2 separate regions of the Triticum aestivum genome follow, and region 1 is linked to region 2. Evidence: chromatin contacts called from public Hi-C data. All regions are on one chromosome and are shown on one strand. The core of a region is the stretch at or near the end of the contact, and the rest is flanking DNA. Distances in the headings are between cores, read along the strand shown.

What was found. A called contact is a pair of places that touch in the nucleus more often than the background predicts.
Region 1: a contact with region 2 is called in a Hi-C map of leaf, with 8 times the contacts expected there. The contact joins the promoter of LOC123097934 here to the enhancer-like site in region 2. A contact is called at or near these places in 3 of 5 Hi-C or Micro-C datasets (all in leaf) and 1 of 1 datasets of contacts at active chromatin or transcription factors (leaf).

What each region holds. Positions count from the first base shown.
Region 1 is chr4D:363,254,933-363,259,674 of IWGSC CS RefSeq v2.1, reverse strand. LOC123097934 (probable protein phosphatase 2C 30) reads right to left here and starts at 1,981. Exons shown (of 3, transcript XM_044519781.1): 1 at 1,535-1,981; 2 at 1,053-1,385; 3 at 128-958. The coding sequence starts at 1,876. The coding sequence ends at 401.
Region 2 is chr4D:362,805,637-362,810,114 of IWGSC CS RefSeq v2.1, reverse strand. No RefSeq gene overlaps it. Among protein-coding and RNA genes, the nearest start is that of LOC123097933, 11 kb to the right of the region's middle. Within about 2 kb of position 3,199, at least 2 of the 8 cell types and tissues checked have an H3K27ac peak or open chromatin away from gene starts, as enhancers often do. A contact at or near this core is called in leaf, where this site is marked.

The DNA of each region.
Region 1 (4,742 bases), core at 732-3,231, 450 kb before region 2:
ATTCTCTTTGCCGGACGCGTCGAAACGAACCTCACAATTGCGCAATCAAAGCCGACCGGAGGAAGCTTATGATAAACAAAGAAAGAAGATCGCGATCTAGTCAGAGGATGATGATGGATCATGCATGGAATGGAAGCCTTGATCGTTTCCACCGGATTATATTACAGTTTCTCTTGACGCTCGAGAAAGTTTCTTGACACGCCGGAAATCATCACCGGCTTTCGAAAGGAAAATGGCGGGGGCGGCGTGGGTCTGTCTGGCCTGACCACCTTTGCCACCCCCGAGAAATAAACGAAACAATTTCGTTGTGTATTTCATGAATTCCGCTATGGATACCATGTTCGCCGCTGAGTCAAGGATCACAGACGATAGTTTGGTGGATCCATGGATCCAGCGGCGGTCAGAATCTCGGGCGGCGCCTCCTGAGGTTGACGACGACGACGCTGACGTTGTCCGAGCTCTGCCGCGCTATCGCCAGCTTGGTCAGCAGGATGGCCGCCTCGGCGCATGCTTCGTCCACCTCCTCGCCGCTCTCCTCGTCGTCGCTATCGGAGCGTGCGTCCGCACAACCGCCACCGTCGTTCTGGGCTTCGTCGCCGCTGCTGCTACCGCTGCCGCTGCCGCTTCCACTGCTCTGTCTGGGGCTCAGGTTGGAGGTCGGGCTCGACCGCCCCCCGCGGCGCTTCGCCTTGCTCCGCACGCACGACCGCACCACGTGGCACGCGACCTCGTTGCTCACCACGTCCCACAGGCCGTCGCTGGCGAGGATGAGGAACTCGTCATCGCCGTCCTTCCTCTCCAGGACCCTCACCTCCGGGTCGGGTATCACGAATGGCTTCAGGTAGCTGTCTCCAATGGCCCGTGACATGGCTAGCACGCCGAAGACGCGGGCGCCGTCCCAGAAGATGACGCGCCCTCCGGCCGCTTGGATCCGCTCCAGCTCGTCGGGCCGATCCGGCTGAAAAGGAATCAAGCAGACACGTACGGTTAGAACAAGCCGGAATATGTAAATCTTTGGCAGAGCTTACAAGAAGTTGGTTGTGGGCGCATACCTTGTGGTCGGATGAGAGTGGGATGGCGGCGCCCCCGCGGCCGATGACGGCACGGCTGTCACCGCAGTTGGCGACGACGAGGTGGCGAGGGCCGACCACGGCGACGACGGCCGTGGAGCCGACGTGGTCGCACTTGGGCAGCTGCAACTCGCACCGGCAGGTGGGCGCTCCGCTGGCCCTTGACCTTGAGCTCACGGCCTCGGCGTCCATCCGCGCGAAGCTCCTCTCCATGACACCCATCCACCGGTCCGCGTCGTCCGACCCCGACGAGCGGGCGCCGCCGGCCTCCTCGACCACGATCTCGTGCATCCGCTCCCCGCACGACGTTGCAACCTACACGCACATGCAATTCAATCGATAAATACTCCCGAGTCAAAACACAGTTCGACCTGCACATGCGCGCTCTCCTTTCGGCGTAGACATATGCTACTAGATCAAAAGGATAGATTATTTGAACAGGGGATATATGAGTAGGCACTCACATGCGAGCAGCCATGGCCGTCGAAGACCCCGAAGAAGTGGTGGCCGGGGAGGAACTCGGGCCGGATAGAAACCGCGTCTTCCATGTCCCTCCGGCGTCCGCACACCGACGTGACGCCGTACTTGGCGGGCTCAATCTCCTCCTCGTCCGTCGAGGAGGATTCCTCGTCCAGCTTCCGCCTCTTCCTGGACACCTCCTCCGCGCCACGCTCGGCCACCAGTCTATGCCGCCGTATCTCCATCCTCCGGCGCCGCGCCGCTCGGCTGCCGACGTGGGACTCGGCGCCCTTCCCCTCCGCCCCCGCCCCCGCCCCCTCCGGCACGTCGCGGCGGATCTCCGACATGATTCACGAGCCCAACCAACCAACTCTTGAAAACAAAAACAAGCTAGAGCAGGCAACAACAAAGAGCTAAATATTTCTCCGTTCCTCCGACGTTTGGCAAATGGCGATTTTGAAGGGGCAGCGAGCAAGTGGCGCCTCCATATAAATGTGAGGGGGGAGGGGGGTGCCACGCGCCGGCCGCCCCGTACAGTTGTGCGATGGCGCGGAGGCCGTCGGGTGCGGCTCCACGTGACGCTCGCGCGTGGCCGGTACGTGCCGCGGGGACGCGTGTCGAGGCGCGGGCGCGTCCACTGGGCGGCAGCGAGCTGGGGCACGCGGCCGCGCGACACGAGTTGGGCGGGCCGGAATTGCTTCCGCGTTTGGTGTTCGGCGCGGGCCGTGGGCTGGCGGAGACACGTGTGCGTGCCTCCGTGGTGGCTCGCTGGGGACGGACGGACCAGGCCTACGTGGACGATGCGGCGCATCCGTGGAGGGATAAGAGGGAAAGCCGGCAGGAGGCACGCGTGGAGGAGGCAAGGGGTGGTGTACGGGCAAATTTGACAAAATTGACCTGTGGACGAAATCAAATCACAGAATGAACTGTCCGTGAAACTATTTCACGCGGTTTACCTTTTTGTGTGACGCCCGATACGAAAGCGTCACATTACACTGTGCAACGCCTCACAGATAGGCGCTACACGCCTGCCCAGCGTTGCACCCCAGACTGCCTAAAAATTGCTAAGTCATTGTGCAGAGCCTAAGAGTTAGGCGCTGCACTAATGGTTGCACTACAAAATGAAGCAACCGCTAGTGCAACGCCTAGAAGCTAGGCGCTATGTGGCGCCTAACTCTCAGGCGCTGCACACTGACTTAGTAATTTTCGGATCACACGGATGCGACGCTGGCCAGGCGTGTAGCGCCTATCTGTGAGGCGTTGCACAGTGTAGTGTGGCGCCTTCGTGTCGGGCATCACACAAAAAGGTCAGCCGCATGAAATAGTTTCACGGGCAGTTCATTCTGTGATTTGATTTTGTTCATAGGTCAAATTTGTCAATTTTGCCTGGTGTACGGGCCACGCTCTTCCGGCTCCGGCTCGTGTCCGGTCGCCGTCGTCCGCCATGCCAGTATGCCATGGCCCTACCTAGCTAGCTAGCGCCTTTATGGCACTGGGCCACACCATGCACGTAGTACTACGTGGATCCGTTGATGCCAATCCGACTTCTGTTCTTCCGCAAGCTTTGATGATGATTTTTTTTTCGGGGCTTTGATGATGATTTCCGAGTTGTGTTCCTCAGAATCACGATGAATCTCTAGTTCCCTCTTGCTGTTTTACCTTGGCCAGATTCCATAGGTTAGGTTATTAGATGGTTTTGGAATGCACTGTCGTCTCTTTCATATTCTCCTTCTCTGCACCATAAAGGAACCCTACCGTTCGAGCGCGTTCCTACGGGAAATCGGGCGGCAAACATATCTTAACCCATGCCTCGATGCTCGAAGAAATCTGCAAGTGCCATGCGAATCACGTGAAATCGCATGGAAACCACGCTAGCTGCTGGCGTCCATTTTCTGGTGACAACGCCATGTAACTCAACTCAACACCAGACACGTACGTGCACAGCACAAAGGAGAGGAGCCATCGACATCGACAGAAAGGGAGGACGTGCCCGTCTGGATCATGACCGACGTCTTAATCACATACTCAAGCCACGCGTCGGGTATGGGCATGTGCATAGATTAATCACACAGCTAGCTGGCTAGACCCACCCCGGCCTAAATTTTCTGCGCGTCACTTCACGGCTGTTGATGCTGCGGGGAGTTATCCGGAGAGCCTCGCGAGCTCCTGCATTTGAAGCTTAATTGATCAGCATAATAATACTGCAAAATGCATTCTTGGTAAACTTGGTGCATGCATGAGGACACGATCTGCTGGCGCGAGAAACAGATAGCAGAAAGTGGCGAGCTTTCGTCTCCTGGGAGATGAACGGAATCCTGCACTGCACAGCCAGCCATCCGCGTCATCGCCATACCGGTGGCAGGCAAGTACGACCGCAACCCTGAGAGCCAGACAGGTGTGCCGTGTGCGTTAGATCTTTTCGCCCGCGGCAATGCATGCAGACACGGCACACACGGGACACGTCACGCTCCATGATTCCGGCACTTTGTTTGGATGGAGTTTGTGGCCAGGCACATTGGCACGTATCGCGCTAGGGTTCAGTGGCGTCCGACGGGCCTTCACAATAACAGCCAGCCGGCCATCTGGACCATTATTCTCCAGCGCCATATTTTTCCTTGCGCGTGAGTGGCCGCAGTGCAAAGTGTCGGAATCGGGGTTCCGTGGACCCTACGGAGGTTCGAACTCAGGGGCATGCTCACTTCTCCTCGCCTGGCCCTATCAGCTGCACTCAAACCCACGACCAAGCTCCTACGTGATCTCATCGAGGAAGTAGAAGGAAAAACACAGCAGTTTACTCAGGTTCGGGCCACCTTACGCTGTAAAATCCTACTCCTACTTTGTGATTGGATTGCCTCGCGAGGGAGGATGAATATGTGGGTACAAGTTGCCTCGGGAGGCTTCAGGAGCAACTCCGGGCTTGGGAGGTGGATGAACTCGCTTCGGATCGGATCCCTCACCTAGGTGGTGGCCTAACTATACTTATACTGGCCCTGTCCTCTTCCCCCAAAACTCTAGGCGGGAAGACAACGACTAATTTTGAAGGGAACAGGAGTACATCTTATCCTGACAAAAGGTGGTCTTCGCATGCTAAAGCTTCTGGCCATGACGCGCGGTGGGCTTGGCGATGACCTCCGTCCTGGTGAGCCCGCCGTCCTAGTCTTCTTGCACCAAAGAGGAAGCCTTTGGGGCTGCCGTGGGAACCCGCGCGATGGC
Region 2 (4,478 bases), core at 1,950-4,449:
CAGTGTACCACCTCGCTTAGGTTCTCACCAATTTGTATTGTTCATGTGTTAGGAACGAGTGTACCTTTTGGGGAATTTTGATCAAATTGTAACATGTTTTCTTTCTAAAAAAATATTGCCTATTATAGTTCCTTGGAGTAGTAGGCGTTGAACCGCTTCCCCTACCCCTCTTCCTTGTAGGCACAATCCTTCTTCTCCTCTTGCCCCTCAAAATTGTCATATCGCTGCTATTCGTCCTTATCCTCCACGTTACCTCCTAACTATTCCTCCTTCCCCACCCCAAGCGTTGGTCAGTTCTTCCTTGCCCTTCCCAGTGACGGTGATGAGAGCGTCATCCTTGATAGAGGATATGAACTGCACATCGATGCGTGTGGTTGGCAATGACCTTGAGGGCGGAGTAAGAGTGAGACACTTAGAGCGGTATGTTGGGAGGAAGGCAAGAGAGAGATCAAGGTGAGGGAGATAATTTGATCTCTTACAATTTTTAGTCGCGAGAGGAGAGGTATATCAAGGGATGCGGGAGAGGTCAAGAGAGGAGGCTCAAGTAGCTAAAGGGGAGGTGTTAGTCAGGGTTTTTCATGGGTGGGTCTCGACCAGATTTAATTTAGACGAGGTGAATTGCACATGGGTAGAAGAGATGAACCGCCTCCTGATGTCTTTCTACCACACACGGATATCTATAATAGCTTGTGTGCAACTTATCACACACGAGCCGCTCTTTGCAACTGGATGCGACCTACTTTTATCGCACACGAGCCTTATTCCAAAAGAACTTCACACATTGGTTACTTCTTCAACCCATGCGATCATCCTAATCATACACAATTTGTGACGCCCATGGATCAATTGGCACCGAGTTTGTGCTTCATGATAATGTCCGAAATAGCATTTTTGCAACATGGAAATAACTCTCCAATTGGCTAGAAGCTCCCTATTAAAAATGGTGCATAGCTGGGAGGTATTGCCTTAGCATTGCAATGGCTGAATATGCCAAACATTTTGCAGTTCTGATTGTGCAACTCTATAGGACCGCAGCACACGATGTACCCCGCCACGGACAACAGAACAAGACACGAATATATGATCAAGGAAGTGAAGAGGAGTACGAGACAATGCACAATAATGCTAAGAATATGATCATCCCAAAGTAGGTTTGCACATGTGTGAGCCGGAGGGGCGAAAAAGGCATAGGTCGTAAGGTGCACTATGTCCTGGTCTTTGTTTGAAACCTTGTTTTTAGCTGAAGGCAACATTAAAATATATGGCGTGCGTGAGGGAGCGGGCCACTGTCTAATCCTTGTATACTTCCACATCCACATTGAAAAGTGGTACATTAACTCCTTGCACTTGAGAATTATCAGTTACCCCTTCGGTTTCCTCCAAGAGCTCCCTACACAGCCTGGGCAATACCTGTGTGATCCACGTGTGATATGATTTAGTAAAATAATGGAATTCAGATACTAAAATAAAAGGCATGATCTCTCATCCAGTTTTCAAGAAATATATGCCGGTATGCATCACCCAGACAGTGGTGGAGATGAAAATGAGTGGTCTTGGAATTACATATATGTACCAGTGAAAGAAGGTATTGGTAAAGTTAGTTATCTTGAATGTTGCGAATCCGGCAATTAGATGGGTGAAACAACCTGCGGAGGTATTAGCATGAGTAGAAAGCATAACTGCAGAGATTATGCTTCGTGATAAGGTCGGAAATAACATTTTTGCAATGTGGCAATAAATCTCCCATTGCCTAGAAGCTCCCGAGTCAAAAAATTGGTGCATCGATGGAAGGTAGCGCATGTTGTCCACCATCAAACATCTTGTACATCAACTCGTGCAACTTTATAGAAATATTGTGCATGATGCCCACCATCACGGGCAATAGTTCAAGACACAAGTACTTGATCAAACAAGAGAAGAGGCGTATAGGATGATGCGCAATAATGCTTAAGAATATTGATTGGTCATCCCAAAGTAGGATGCATATGTGTTAACTGCTCGTGGTAGAGCTGGAGGAGCGGAAAGGGCATAGCTCGTAGGGTGCGCTATGTCCTGGACTTTGTATTTTCATTAATAATAAAATATGCACAAAGGTCTAAAAAACAAAGATCAGCCAATACTAGCTATAGGAAACAAAGCCACAATTAAATTACAAATTCTGTTCTACCCGGATTCTAATTTTCTCTGCCTTGCTTTACTCTACCCTGAGTTGTGCTGCCCATAGTCTCTCTTTCATATAGTATTTTCATGTGTCCAAGTGTGGTGTTGCTGCTCGAAATTTTTTGTCATTCCTAACTAACCATAAGCTCCAGCATCCCAATATGACAATGTCCACAGCTATACCCTTGGGGAGCTGAGTCAATGTAAGGAGAATCTCATCATATGCTGAAATACCTCTGTGCTTACCAGGAGTAAGATGATCCCAGCAGTAGAGTGCAAATGGACTTTGTTTCATAGCTAGTTTTTCAGCTGAACGCAACATTAACCGGAAATCTACGGCGCGCGAGGAGCTGGCCACTGTCTGATCCGGCGACATGCTAAACACGAGGACGGCTGCTAATCACCCACGTGGATGTCAAAAATGGCACACCAATCGTTCACATCATGCAACGAAAGTAGAACAGCAGACAAGGACGACCGAAGATTTCAAATCACACGCGCCATCGCAAAAGCTGGTTGCGTAACATGGACTGTTCACGGCGTGAACGCCACACGGCCACGATAAGACCCGACGTGCCCTAGAGAAAAAATCTACACAGTAGTAGATCGGCTAAGATCCAGTACTGGTCTTTTCCGACGCATTGATGATCAGATCTTTTTGTTCCTTCCCACAGAAGGCGCAAATCATGACGATCAATCACAGAGACGATATTTTTGAGATCTTTGGTGGTCGCCCGAGCGTGTGACGGAGAAGCCGATAGAGCGAAATATTTTATGGCACGACACGCGACATCCGTCGGTGTCCGCTCGGAACTGGAGCCGCGCGTTGCTTTGGGACTACGACATCATGTCATGTGCCGCTGATGGCGCCTACCGTCGCCACGTAAAGCCGGCCGGCGACAGCGAGGTCAGAGCCGGCGCGGCGACGGTGCGGCCGTGCGAGAAGAGACGGAGCCGTCGCGGGCCCCCCTGCCGGACCACGACGCCCCGGGCGCTCGTCCGGAGGATTGGCGTGAGGGAGGTGGGTGTCGCGGGCGGCGACGTGTTGGGCGTCCGGGGCCGGGGTCTCGCTGTCACGGAGATCTCGGTGCCAGCCCTCGGATTCGAGCACGAGATTTTTTTTCCGTTGGCCTCCTCACGCTCGCGTAAACAGGAGAAGCCGTTTCTCCGTTCAAATGAATTCAATGGTCCCTCGCGTCGCGTCGCGCTTTCAGGGATGCCAAGATCGAACCCGGCCAATGGCGCGACGGCAGCACCCCGGGGTGGACAGGACAGAGACAGACGTCTTGCTGTTGTACCGACGGTGCTCCGCAGCGTCGGGTGCCAAGTGTTCGCCTCTGCGTTCATCTCACATGCTCGGCCGCTGGAGACAGCTCAACAACATGAACGGGAGTAGTACCAAGTTCAAGGAGTCCAAACGAAACGAGCATCCGGAAAGGAAAAAACAGCTACGGAACAATGTCGTGCAGATCTGATCACGCCCTTCTCCACGTTATTCTGCAAGATTTGTCATACGGTGGGCAACAATCACATTTTTATTCTTCTAGCCTCCAAGAACACCAGTCAAGGGAGCAACATCATCGCAGCACCGCTTGGTCCGCAATCCAAACCTCAGAGCTTAAAAGACCTCCGGTCTTTTTTACGCTACATATAAGATTTGTCAAGTCAAACTTGGTAAAGTTTGATCATATTTGTATTAATAAATATTAATATCTACAACACTGAAGTTACACAATATGAAAATTAAATTCATAACACATCTAATTATATTGATTTCGTATTGTTCAGTGTTGATGTTTTTTATATATAAAGTTGATCAAACTTTACTAACCTTGACTTCACACAAATCTTATATGCGGAATAAAAAGAACCAAAGAGAGTGCAATATTAAACCTATTAACCATCGCGCAAGGAGCGCCCGCTCGACCTGTCCACGTCATCACACGGGACGAGCGGTTTACTGTGACTCAGCGTAGAAACAATGTATCAAGGTAAATAAAGCGAGGGATAAAAAACGCAGTGACTGTTTCCTTCGTTAAGAAGGCAACTCCCCATCACACGCCACCGTCTCTCACATTGCCGCCTCCTCTCGCTCCTCGCCTTCCACGCCGTCGCTGTCGCCGCTCCTCCTCTTCTTCTTGCGCCCCCTGCCATCCCCTCCTTCACAAGTTGTGTGGCGGACGATCCTCTCGATGATGGATGCGGGAGAGGGAGAACTTGGGAAGGTGTGCGGGGGCGGGTCAACCTAGGCTCGATTTTGGGGCCTCTCATGGTCGCGCCCACACCACCTGCGCTCCCCCCTCCTGCGGCGCAGCTGC